Linked DNA regions of Mus musculus: all the other regions are linked to region 4. A link is a contact called in public promoter capture Hi-C data. All regions are on one chromosome and are shown on one strand. Each heading gives the region's core, a stretch centred on a gene start, on an enhancer-like site or on the middle of the called end of the contact. The rest is flanking DNA. Distances are from core to core; before and after follow the strand shown.

Region 1 (3,123 bases), core at 616-3,115, about 11 Mb before region 4:
ACAAAAAATACAAGTCATAACATAGTGTACAAACACACTCATCTGTTTAAGAGTGAAGAACTAAAGCACTCTTAGAAACCCATCTGCCCAAATCCTTAAAATTCAGTTTCAATCATATCAGAAGCCATCCTGTAGACTGCAACCTCCCCTAACTTGCCCCAGCAGTAGTGAATGAATGAGTGAAACCTAGCCACCTCAAAAATGTCTGTTTTCAATAGTTTCAAATCGTCTACATGTTTACCTATAAGAAAACATGATGCTTGGTTTAAAAGAAAAAAAAGCGTTTAAAAAAAAGGCATTTAAAAAATTTTTAAATTTATTATATGGTAAGTACACTGTAGCTGTCTTCAGATACACCAGAAGAGGGCTTCAGATCTCTTTATGGGTGGTTGTGAGCTACCATGTGGTTGCTGGGATTTGAACTCAGGCCTTTGGAAGAGCAGTCAGTTCTCTTAACCGCTGAACCATCTCTCTCCAGACCGCATTTAAAAATGTTTTATGAATGTTTTGCACGTATATATGTGCATCACGTGCACGCCTGATGCCACCCACTGAGGTCAGAAGTGGGAAGTCAAAATTCCAGAACAAGAGTTAAGGATGGTCAAGAGCCATCATTCCGGTGCTGGAAGAGAAACTGCTGAGCCAACTCTCCAGTCCCAAAGCTCAAACATAAGCTAAAGGGAAAGAAAGGTAGAATTTGTAGTAACTGATCTGTGACTTCCACCTATCTTTCCAAACAATAAAATTAACTAAATGAAAAGGCTAGGGTAGAGCGTGAAAACGATGAAAAAGGCGTAAATAAAACGTAGAGGATTATAACATGCTCCTTGAAGCTTTAACAGGCTCACCGATCTTTACAACCAGCTTACAGTGTATTCTTAGTCCTTTGGGGTCAAATTAACTGACTTCCTCATTCTCAAACCAAGAACTGTGGGCTCGGGGAATTGCTGAACGGCAGAAGGCTGGCCTAGCGTGCATGCACAAGGCCTAGCCGCCCCCCACGCCCATAAAACATGTACACAGAGAGGAAAACTTAGGTCTTGTTCTACCGTGCACCCGCTGTCTTATGCAAAACAATTTTAAATACGGTCAAATCAGCCATACAGAAATCCAAAACTAGACTAGAAGTTCACGAAAAATTCCACTAAGCTGTCAAAAAAAAAAAAAAAAAAGAACTACTCTCACAATGCATGCACTTATGTAAAAATGGAAGTCCACAGGTGAACGTGGTTGCAAAGACAAGCTACTACGTGGTACGGAATTGTTTTTAACAAAAAAAAAACCCAAAAAACAAAACAGAATGCTTCACTTGTGCCATACAGAACTGTGGGTACCTCTGGGTCCCCGGTGACGAACCCTGGAAGGTGGGAGGGGGCGACAGAGGCGGGGAAAGGACCGGCATGGCCAGTCAGCCCCGAGAGGGCGGCCTCCGGCCTCCCCGCCTCCCCGGCCGCGGGAACGCCCGCCCTGTCCCCTGCCGTCAGGGACGGAAGTAGAATGGCCGCGAAGCGGTGCAAGGATCCCCACGGGCAGCAAACCGCTCTGCCTAACGGGAAACCTGCACGGCCGCAGGCCCGGTCGCCCTTCCGGCCCGGAGTGCATTTCCCCGGGTCTAGGGCGGCCGCGCCTCGCTCCCCGGCCCCACAGGCCCTCGTGGCCATTCCCGCTGCGGGCTGCACCTACCTTCCCAGCCCGAGGCTGCGCGGGCGCCGCCAGTCACACAGGCCGAGGCCGCGCCGCCGCCGGCCCCCCCGCGCTCCTCCCGCCGCAGCGCTGGCGAGAACCTTTATTTGCGGGTCTCGCAGCCACAAAATGGCGCTGAGGGAGGAAAGCCGGCCCTGCCGCCGGCCCCGCCCCGCCCGGACTGCGCCCCGCCCCGAGCGCGCCGCGGAGACCCCGCCCGTGGCCCACTCACCCGAGACGCGCCTCTCGGGCGCCTCCTCGGTCACCGCGCCGGGCGCCTCTGGAGAGAAGGGGCGAGGGGCGGCCGGCTCGGCCCCGCTCGGGACCTCGGGGCGCGGAGAGGCAGCGGCACTACGCCGCCGCCGCACGGAGACAGTCCGCGGAAGCCCGCACCGGCCCCGTCGGGGCTCTGCAAGCTCAGCGGGGCTGGGAAGGGAAGCGGCCGGAGAGAAGGGCGGGCCCGCGAGGTCGGAGGTCACCCGCGAGGCATCTCGGGACGACGGCCGCTGCCGGACAAGCTCGGCGGGGCCACCTGCGGCTGCTGCGCGGCCTGGGCGGAGGAATCCGAGCCGACAAGCGCGTGATTGGCTCTTCCAGGCAGTCTCACAGCTCAGGATGCTTCCGCGCATCGTGCCGGAACGGGGAGACAGCGGCTTCATGCTTAAGCGCCCCTCGTTTTAAGTTGGGGGCGGGGGAGGGGGACTTAGAAGCCGTCGCCGTTCTTGGGGCCGCCGGCTTTGCCCCGGGGCGTCTTTGGGTTTGAGTCGAGGAGCCAGGAGGCTGCGCGTGTGGGCAGACTGGAAGCCCCGGGAAGGCAGCCGGGTGAGGGTTCTGGAGTACTCTAGCAAGAACAGCGGTGCTCGGCAGTCTCTTCAGCACTTCCCAGATGGGACAGTCATATTTAGGCTTAGTCGGTTTTATGAGCCCGGTTAATCCCCAGCGTAGGTGCCCTGCCTGAGATCATTTATAAGGATACAGTTACAGTAGAGACCAGATGCCACCACTAGGTAGTTTACATCGCAGGGTCCTTGGAAAACTAAAGAAAATGGAGAAGGACGTGAACAGATGGTTCACAGATCCTTAAAATATTCCATAGAAGGAGGATCAACTTTGTTTATAATGGAAATATACATTGAAATCCTGTTTCCTGGTGAGGATGCAGACATTAATAGTTATGTGTTACTTTGGAATGAGTCCTGGCTTGAGTGAATAAAGCAAGGTGTAGAAATACATATACACATATATGTAGGCACATATCGAGAAAATGGAAGAATATTGCAGAAACTTAATAGTTACTCAAAAGAGGGTAATGGCTGTAGGAGATAAAGGTAGAAACAGCAAGACTTGTGAGTTTTCAAAACTTATGAAACGAATAGGTAAAACAAGAAAATCCCTCCAGAGTCCAAAACAAATTGAAAGGAATCAATTCAAATTAAAATT
Region 2 (3,036 bases), core at 212-2,711, about 11 Mb before region 4:
ATCTTGGGGCTGGGGAGTGCAGTTCAGAGGTAAAGCACTTGCTTTGTGTGATGAAGGTACTCATCTAAACTGCGTAGTTCTCCCAAAATAAAATTTAACATTTATTTCCATGTGTATGATTATTTTTGGGAATGTATCGCTGTGTGCCAAGGTCAGAAGAGGGTGTCAGATCCCTGGGAACTGGAATTACAGACCATTGTAAGCTGCCTGGGTCCTCAGTGAACTCAGTAAGTGCTTTAAATGAATACAAATTTTAAAATGTATTTCATAAAATGTTTCTATTAATGAACTTTTAACCTTTATTCCCCCCATTAAAAAATCATTAAGGCTCAAACTTTACCCTAATGTGCACGCTAATAACTAATTCTACTTAGCACTCTATTCTGTAACAGCTTACACACACACACCTTTACTTACTGAACAGGTAGGTACACAGGCCTGTCAGTTCCAGACACTCAATCCCAGCCTCCTAGCCTCCTTTGCTAGAATAGCCTTCATGGCAAATGATTTCGCGGCTTCCTGTCCTTTAGATCTCAGCTTTTTGACATGTCACCTTCAGAGAGGCCTCAGGACATAGCCGCTTATTCTCAAATTACCGTTTAAGTTTTCTTCAAGGCAACTAACTAGTTGCTTGCTCCAAGGTCGCTTTCTACCCACATGTCATCTTCCTGACACATCCCGAGGCTTACCTGGCAGGATCAGTCAGGGGATTGGTGAAATTGGTAAGGTGCTAAGCACAGCTTAGTCAGTCACAAGCCGACTTTAATTACCTGTGCCAGAACTCACGGTTAGGCCACACGGTAGCCCAGCCCCGTTCTTTCCGAGCTACCCCTAAGAGCTCCAGATTCCGAGGGTTCCGGTTGGTGAACTCCGGGGCCACCGCTTCGTTTTCCTTACTCTCCACGTCGGGCTGCACGGCCGGCACGGAACTGGTTGAGAGGGCTGCGAACCCACACTCTAGAAAATGAAAAAGATCACATGCATCTTTCACTTTCCCACATCAGGTACAAAATCGCATTTGCAAATGCACACGTACTGTGCACAGAGCGCAGGCAAGGAGGTGGGGCGAGATTAGTTACCCAGTTTCCTGCAAACTGACAGACATTTCCAGAACCGCGGCCGAAGCGCCATGGCTGACGGGACCTGGGCAAAGTCACACAGTGCCCTATCTTCCTTTGCTCAGGGTCGTCTCGGGGAACAACTAGTCGCAGCCATGTTAACTGTGGGTAAAGCTACAAGGGCCGGCAGTACCTCGGTGTCTCAAGGACCCGGAACTAACAAGCTCCCTGGTGCTGAGTGGCCGAGTGAGCGATCGGTATCCCTGGCTCACCAATCACCGCAGACGTTGAGGCGGAGGGCGGGACACGCTAGCCGTGGCCAAGAGCCTGACTTCCGTTTTCCACTTTCGCGCCTTTCTTCTACTGTCTCTAGTTGACCCAGCGTCCCGCAGCCCCCTACTTCCGGCGTTTTCAGTTTTTCGCCCCGCCCAGCCCTCGTCTGTCAATCCCTACCGCTTTCCCGGCAGACCTTGCGGTTGGTGGAGCGTGGAGAGCGCGCAGGGCGTGTTACCCAGCAGGCCCCGCGGCATCGCTCGGGCCTTTCCACGCCGTGGTCCCCGCCGTGGTGGCCGTTAAACGGTCTCAGAGCGGAGCTATCGGTTGTCTGCGGCCGTAGTGAGCTTTGCTTCGTTTCCTGAAGATGGAGGGTCCTTTGTCCGTGTTCGGGGACCGCAGCACTGGGGAGGCGGTCCGCTCCCAGAATGGTAAGGGCGAGAGAATGGTAAGGGTCCAGCTCGCGGCGGCGCAGGCCGAAGCCCAGCCGCAGTCCGTAGGCCGGGGCTGTCCGCCGGGCCCAGTGAAGTTCCTTCAGGAGAAGCCCAGCCATCCCGGATCCGCCCTCACTAGCGGCCGGCTCGGCGCCATTGCGCCCTACCGTGTAAGGGAAGAATGTTCGAGAATGCACACGGTTGGGGGAGGCGTTCAAGATGGGTGTGGGCGTCCGTGCCCCAATACCTAGTAGAGGAGCTCCAGATAGACTTCTCCGCCACTCCCCTCTGCTCCTTTGTTGGGTTCCAAGCCGGTTGGAGCACCTCTGACATAGCCAGAAAAGAGTAGCTTTCACCGGTTCCATTGGCCCTTGAGAAGATGCTCATAGAATCTAGGTGGCTTTTGCGTTGCTTCCCTTCCCTGGTCTGGTTCTTGGATGCCCAGAATCTGCAGGTGACAGCTGCTCCCCCAGTAAAACGTAACGGAATGCAAACTGAACGTTATTAAGCGATACTTTTAGCTGCCTTTATCGTGGTTAACTTTAATACGAGTAAGCACGTGGTTTGCTGTGGTTGAATTTGTTCTTGAAAGCATTCCCTTGCAGGAACCGTGTTCTGTGTTGTGCTTTTTTTTTTTTTTTAAACAACTCTCTTAGAAATTACTACTACTTTATCCTGGTGAACTATCTAATATTCTTACTAAACTTGCCAGAGTCTGAAGAGAAAGGCTGAACTTAAAGGGTTTTTTCCCCCCTAGTGTAGTAGTAAGGAATGAACTTAAGATTGCTTATAATTTGAGGCATTAAAATCTTTGCAATCGGTGATATACCAATACTAAATAGAAAAAAGAATAGTTAACCTTCACTGGTCCTTAAGTAAGTGATTCCCCCCCCCCCCCACACACACACACACACACACACACAGGGTTTCACTGTATAGCTGTGGCTGTCCTGGAAGCAACTTTGTAGACCAGGCTGGCCTCGAACTCAGAAATCTGCCTGCCTCTGCCTCCCGAGTGCTGGGATTAAAGGCGTGCGCCGCCACACCCGGCTTGATTTTTTTTTTTTTAAATAGTAATTACAGACTTTAGATTTTAGCAAATCATAGGTAGTTGAGTGTCATAGTTTATGTGTTGTTCTAATTAGTTTTCACTGTTCATCTACAGTTATGGCTGCAGCTTCTATTGCCAACATTGTTAAAAGTTCTTTTGGGCCAGTTGGCTTGGATAAAATGTTGGTGGATGATATTGGTGTAAGTATATATCTAATTGC
Region 3 (3,113 bases), core at 190-2,689, about 13 Mb after region 4:
ATCTCAGCACTTGGGAGACTGAAATGGCCTCTGCAACATGGTATAGCTATTTTCTCAGAAAAAAATAAAATAAAATAAAGCAGGGATGGGGAGACATCTCTGTTGGTAAAGCTCTTTTGGTGCAAGCATGAAGACCTGAGTTTGATCCCTTGTATCCACGGGAACAAAAACAACAACAAAAAGTCAAATGTGGTGGTGGTGGTGGTGCAAAAAGGCAGATCTCTTGCTAGCCAGACTAGCCTATTTGGCCAGCTCCAGGCACAATGACTCTGTATCATAAGTAAATAAATAAATAAATAAATATAGACCATGTCTCAGACATCTGAGGTTAACTTCAGGCCTACACACACACACACACACACACACATATCAAAATAAAACAAATATCCAAAACCCTCCTTCTACAAAAAAGCCTTCATTCTTTCTTCTCTCATCTTCAAGCCCAGGGCTCCCTAATCCTATCCACTTATTCTTTAACATTCTGGCATCTCTGGTAATAACTGCTAAACTACTAATCTCCTTCAACCCAGACATTGTCAAACCCAACGCATCTTTCTCCCTTTGAAAGCAATTTGTTTTTGCAAAAGTTGTTTGCTCATTTGCTTCTCTCCTCCCTGATCTGCCAAAACACACTTCACCTTATTTTCTTGTTTCCTCATTTCCTCCGCTTTAACACGCACCCATTCCATGACTATCTATTGGTAAGCACTATTGGTAAGTACTCGTTCTGTACATTTGCCTCCAAAACCACGCCTTCTCAAATGGCGTTTCACTTCCTCCCAGTACCTTTCTGGCTCCTTAACCCAGTTTCCGTTTATTACGTACATAGACCACCACCCCAAGCCTTAACACCTATACTCTAATTGTAACTACGGATTAAACAATCCTTGACCAGTCACTTGAACCATTTGAGCGGCTCCAAGCATCTCTATTTAGTTCCTTGCGATTTTCCCAATAAGAGTAAACCCCACATGATGTCCCAGATCCCAAACCCACCAACTTTCCAAACCCCCCTCCCCCTCCCAGTGCCTCCCAGACCCCTAAATAGACCCCCTGCCCGCCTTTCTCACTGGCTCGGTTGTCTCGGTAACCGTTGTCTCAGTAACCGTTGTCTCAGTGACGGTCTCACTTATCCCGGCCCCTGTCTCCGCCATGGCTAAAGCGAAAAGCGAGAAAGCGGGATGAGACACCCTTTCCTTTTTCTGAGCCTCAGAGATCTAAGAGAACCGGTACAAGACTCGGAGTAGAGGCCAGGATGCTCTAGCTTCTTAATCTCCCCTACTCCTCCACGGCCTCTGCTTCCCCACCCCTGGGGAAAACCTGTCCAACCCCACTTCCGGCCTTTCACTTCCGGTTGTGACGCATCCTGCAGAACACAGTTTCCCTTCCCCACCACCGCCTGGGTCAAAGCAGGCGTCGCCAGAATAGTTCCGCCGTAATGCAATAGTGCGCAGACGCTGAGGTTGGCAGAAGTGATGTCATAGTGGGGGGGGTGGGGCTAGGCAAGGCTTAAGTTCATTGGCTGGTCAACTCGAGGCCGTTGTGCTGAAAGGATGAGGTCTGTGTGCCTAGAATCCTTACCCTATCTGCTGTATCCATAAGCTTAGGTGAAAAAATTAGGTGGGACAGGGAGCTATCTCCAAATTCCTTTTTATCATTCTGTCAAGGAGCGGTTTTCCAGGAGCAGGAAATACACTGGGTTCTAGCCGTCTCCCTGTTTGTTGATATCCCAGTGAAGGTACACTAAACCTGAAATTTTTTGACTGTAGTAGGCCCTAAGATTAAAGCCTGAAACACCTAGATTACCATTTAGCTCCCAGTTTGAGGAATGCAAAGGTTAGATGCAGGGGGCAGAGTAACAAATCCAAATTCATCTGGTTAAATTTTGTTAAATCTCTCCACTATCCATCCAAAAATACCAGTTTTTGTTTCCTTACAATGAGAAACTAGATTTAGATAAGATATATGTATAATACATATAAGTGCATCTTTTTTGTATTGTCCTTGTAATGGTTTTCATTTAGGCTTACTATGCTCGAGAGTCCAAACGGGGGGAGGGGGCTCTAATTTGTAAGCTCCTAGCTTGTACAAACTGTCGTGGCAGCCCGCCTACCTCTTTTAACCAGACATTGAAGGTTTTTTTTTGTTTGTTTGTTTGTTTGTTTGTTTGTTTTGTTTTGTTTTCCCAAATAGGGTTTCTTTGTGTAGCCTTGGCCCTTTTGGAACTCTCTCTGTAGACCAGACTGGCCTCAAATTCAGAAACTTACCTGCTTATGCCTCCTCCAGTGTTGGGATCAAAGGCCACCACCACCACCCAACAAAGAATTATTTTATTATTATTATTATTCACTTTACACCCTGTTCACTGCCCCTCTCCCAGGTACTCCCTCCCACAATCCTTCCCCCATCCCCATCCCCTTCTCTGAGTTGGGTGGGATCCCCCTGGCTATCCCCACACCCTGACACTTCAAATCTCAGCGACACTAGGTGCTTCCTCTCCCACTGAGGCTAGACAAGGCAGCCCAGCTAGAAGAACCTGTCCCATGTACAAGCAACAGCTTTTGGGATTGTCCCTGATCCAGTTGTTTGGGACCCGCATGACAACCAAGTTGCACATCTGCTACATATGTGAGGGGAGGACTAGGTCCAGCCCATGTATGCTCTTTGCTTGGTAGTTCAGATTCTGAGAGTCCTAAGGGTTAGTTGACTCATTTGGTCTTCCTATGATGTTCTTATTCCCTTTGGGACTTGAAATCCTTCTTTCTATTCTTCTATAAGAGTCCCCAAGCTCCTTCCAGTGTTTGGCTATGGGTATCTGTATCTTGAGTGAGCAGCTGGGTGGAGCCTCTCAGAGGACAAGAAGCATGGTATGTACTCATTATAAGTGGATATTATCCACAAAATACAGGTACCACAGTACACTCCATGGCCCAAGTGAGGACTCTTGAATCTCATTTCGAAGGGGGAATAGTCATAAGTCAGATGGAGGAAGGGAACTGGGAAGGTGGGGCAATGGGGAAAGGAATAGGGTGGAGTCAGGATCCAGTGTGGGGAAGGACAGGAAGAGTTGGCTAGATGGCCATGAAAATGAATGGAAATCTGCAACTAGCAGG
Region 4 (2,835 bases), core at 69-2,568:
CTTCAGGCACACCAGAAGAAGGCATTACAGATGGCTGTGAGCCACCATGTGGTTTCTGGGAATTGAATTCAGGACCTCTGGAAGAACAGTCAGTGCTCTTAACCACTGAGCCATCTCTCCAGCCCCAGGAATATTGTTATAGTACCCACTGGCCTCCAATTCCTAGGCTCATGTGACCTTTCTGCCTCAGCCGCCTCTGTGCTTGGGGTATAGACATGTACCAGTGCAGTTTTTTGTTTGTTTGTTTGTTTTGTTTTGTTTTGTTTTTTGTTACTGTGTGTGTGTTAGTGTGTTTTAATCATTATGAATTAGACTTTGAGGAATAAATGGTTGGAAGAAGGGGAGGCCTGTCCAGAAAACGGAGCTGGCAGAAAATAGCTCTAAATAGTTGGAGAGGGACCTGTCTAGGGTTCTCAACAAGGACTAGACCAAGTCACAACTGTTCTGGCTCTCAAAGTCACTAAAGCAAAGGGAAGGGCTTGGAGGTGGGCGGTACCCCAGCTCTTGATCTCAGGCTTAAGTAGGGCCTGGCCTTCCTTCCCACTGTTGTTCCAAGAGATTGCAGGAGCATTTTAGAGAGATTGGCTATAAAGCATGATTTTTCACTTCTAGTTGAAATCAATAAAGGTCCCTTTCTCCATGAAGCAAGCTCCACCCCACTTTGTTCTGTGCAGACCTTCTTTAAAGAAATTGTCCTAGGTTCCTCGGCTCCACGTTTAGAAGAAAAGTGACAACCCATCATGTACCAGAGGTTGTGAGGCCAGGAAGTGACTGAGAGGAGTCAGTTGAGCACAAGGTTCTGAGCTAAAGGATGTAAGAATCGGCCTCAGACAGCCTATTTACAAGGAGACTCCACCGTCTTAGAACAGGCGCTACCAATCGCTATCCTGGGATGATGAAGACCGGTGTCTGAATATGCATAAGATTATAAGTAGTGGGACATTCGCTTGTGCTGTCCCCAGTGGCAACTCCTTGAGGAGATGCCACTTGGCTGCAGGGCCCTTACCTGCCCCTTTTATGGACACGAATATTAAGGCAGCCAATAGAGAGCAGCTGGTGTGGGGACCATAGTGTGAAGGCCGACAAATACCGACAGAGAGGGGCCAAGGATCGTTCCCGCCGCAATAGGCCTCGAAGAGTTGCGTCTGCGCAGTGAGAGCGCTCCGGCAAACTTCGGAGGCGGGGAGACCTCGGTGCGCACGCAAGACGCGAGGCGGGGCCAATGCCCCGGGCGCTAGACCCGCTGCACCAGGCGGGGGCGGGACCACGGGCGAGCCTGGGCGGGGCCTCGAGGCCGGTTTGGAATTTTTGGCGCGAGCTGGCTCCGCGCGCGTTCACGGGCGGTTCCCCTTCTTGGAGGGTGCTTCGTCCCGGTGTCCAGAGGCCCCGCTGCCCGACCCCGGCCTGCCTGGCCTCTGTGAGGTCCCCAGCGGCCCCCGCCGACCCGGAACCTGGGACCTCGCTGCTGCGCCACGCTGCGCCACGCTGCGCCACGCCCAGCCTCCCCAGGTGAGCCCACACCCGGGTGAGATCTCCCGGTTGCGCCGCTCTTCCGCCGGCGCCCTGGCCCGCGCTCCTGCCGCGCTGCGCCCCGCGACTGCCCTCCGGCCTCTTCTCAGTATCCGGTCACCCCCCCACCCCCCTGCAGCAGCCCCACCCCTCCGTGTCTGTCACGGGCCGGACTAGCCCTCGGATGACTCCAGGTCAGCGCTGTCGCCCACGCCCCGCCTACTCCCGCGGGTCCCCTGTCCCTTCCCATTGGGCGCTCCTTTTCCAGCACTGCCTCTCTTTCTCCCGCGGCTCTCTGGGAAGAGCCCCTCCACCCCCGGGTGACAGCCTGTTTACGCAATGGTTTGTCAGAGTTCCCCCTCGCCTACCGAACGGATTCAGCAGTGGCCCTGCACGGGAGAAACTCACAGTCTAACGCTAGATGGTGGTCAACAGATGGGTACAGCTCAGTAAGAGGGTGAGGTCCCTGGAAACCCAGTGGCTCAGGGACACTCTGTACTCAGCCGGGACTCCACTACCAACCCTTCTCACCCCATAAAAGCTGTTTGACCAGGCCAGAGGTATTAGAATGTAAATGACCAGTGATGTTGAAATGAAAATGGCATTGAGAGGGAATGGTCTCTCTGGCTGAAACAGAAGGTGATGGACTCCCAGGTGCTAGGCATGGAGACTGTATTCCTTCTTCCTTTAAAAAAAAAAAGTTTTTACTCTTTTTAATGCATGTGTATTTTTGTCTGTTTGTGCCTAGTGCCCACATAGGTCAGAAAAGGGTGTCAGATCCCTTTGGAATTGGAGTTACAGACGCTTGTGTGTCAGGGAATCAAACCTGGTCCTTTGGAAGGGCAGCAAGTACTCTTACCTCCCCCACCCACGTCCCCTTCAAGACTGTAGGTTTAATTAACAAGCATGATCGTGGATCCTTACAGAAGACCTGGGATGGGATTTGTTTTTTTTTTTCTTAGGGTGGGCATCAAATGCAGGACGCTGATGGTGCCAGGCATGTACTCTATCACTAAGCTAAAGGCCACCTCTGGGATGGGATTCTTGAAGTAAATAGATCCATAACAAGAGGGCCTTCCAGCAAGCCTCTTAAGTACTTAACCTAAGTAGTAATTTGATCTAGCTACTACTAGAGGTTAGGTGTGGCTCCTTTGATACATTGTGGCTTCCCCTAAAATGGACACTTTCTATTGCTTTTTTGCCTTTGTTTCAATTACAACATTGGAGCAACCCAACACCCTCTTTTGCCCCAAGGGGCACAAAGATACTGACACCAGGGCACTACTATACTTGAGTCATTTCAACTATTATCTAAAGCACTGATTA

What was found. Promoter capture Hi-C pulls out the DNA fragments that hold promoters and counts their contacts.
Region 1: a promoter capture Hi-C map of maxillary cranial neural crest shows a contact between it and region 4. The contact joins the promoter of Wtap here to the promoter of 1520401A03Rik in region 4. A contact is called at or near these places in 3 of 39 promoter capture datasets (cranial neural crest, embryonic stem cells and maxillary cranial neural crest).
Region 2: a contact with region 4 is called in a promoter capture Hi-C map of pre-B cells. The contact joins the promoter of Tcp1 here to the promoter of 1520401A03Rik in region 4. A contact is called at or near these places in 3 of 39 promoter capture datasets (cranial neural crest, maxillary cranial neural crest and pre-B cells).
Region 3: a promoter capture Hi-C map of pre-B cells shows a contact between it and region 4. The contact joins the promoter of Ppp1r11 here to the promoter of 1520401A03Rik in region 4. A contact is called at or near these places in 4 of 39 promoter capture datasets (cranial neural crest, frontonasal cranial neural crest, maxillary cranial neural crest and 1 more).

Annotation. Positions count from the first base shown.
Region 1 is chr17:12,990,394-12,993,516 of GRCm38.p6, forward strand. It overlaps Wtap (Wilms tumour 1-associating protein), which reads right to left and starts at 1,866. Exons shown (of 8, transcript NM_001113533.1): 1 at 1,684-1,866.
Region 2 is chr17:12,914,868-12,917,903 of GRCm38.p6, forward strand. It overlaps Tcp1 (t-complex protein 1), which reads left to right and starts at 1,462. Exons shown (of 12, transcript NM_013686.4): 1 at 1,462-1,762; 2 at 2,931-3,016. The coding sequence starts at 1,699. Mrpl18 (mitochondrial ribosomal protein L18) reads right to left here and starts at 1,224. Exons shown (of 4, transcript NM_026310.3): 1 at 1,080-1,224; 2 at 771-957. The coding sequence starts at 1,131.
Region 3 is chr17:36,950,353-36,953,465 of GRCm38.p6, forward strand. Ppp1r11 (protein phosphatase 1, regulatory inhibitor subunit 11) reads right to left here and starts at 1,440. Exons shown (of 3, transcript NM_029632.3): 1 at 1,071-1,440. The coding sequence starts at 1,154.
Region 4 is chr17:23,725,133-23,727,967 of GRCm38.p6, forward strand. 1520401A03Rik (elastin) reads right to left here and starts at 1,319. Exons shown (of 41, transcript XM_017317755.2): 1 at 1,007-1,319. Pkmyt1 (protein kinase, membrane associated tyrosine/threonine 1) reads left to right here and starts at 1,204. Exons shown (of 8, transcript NM_023058.3): 1 at 1,204-1,509.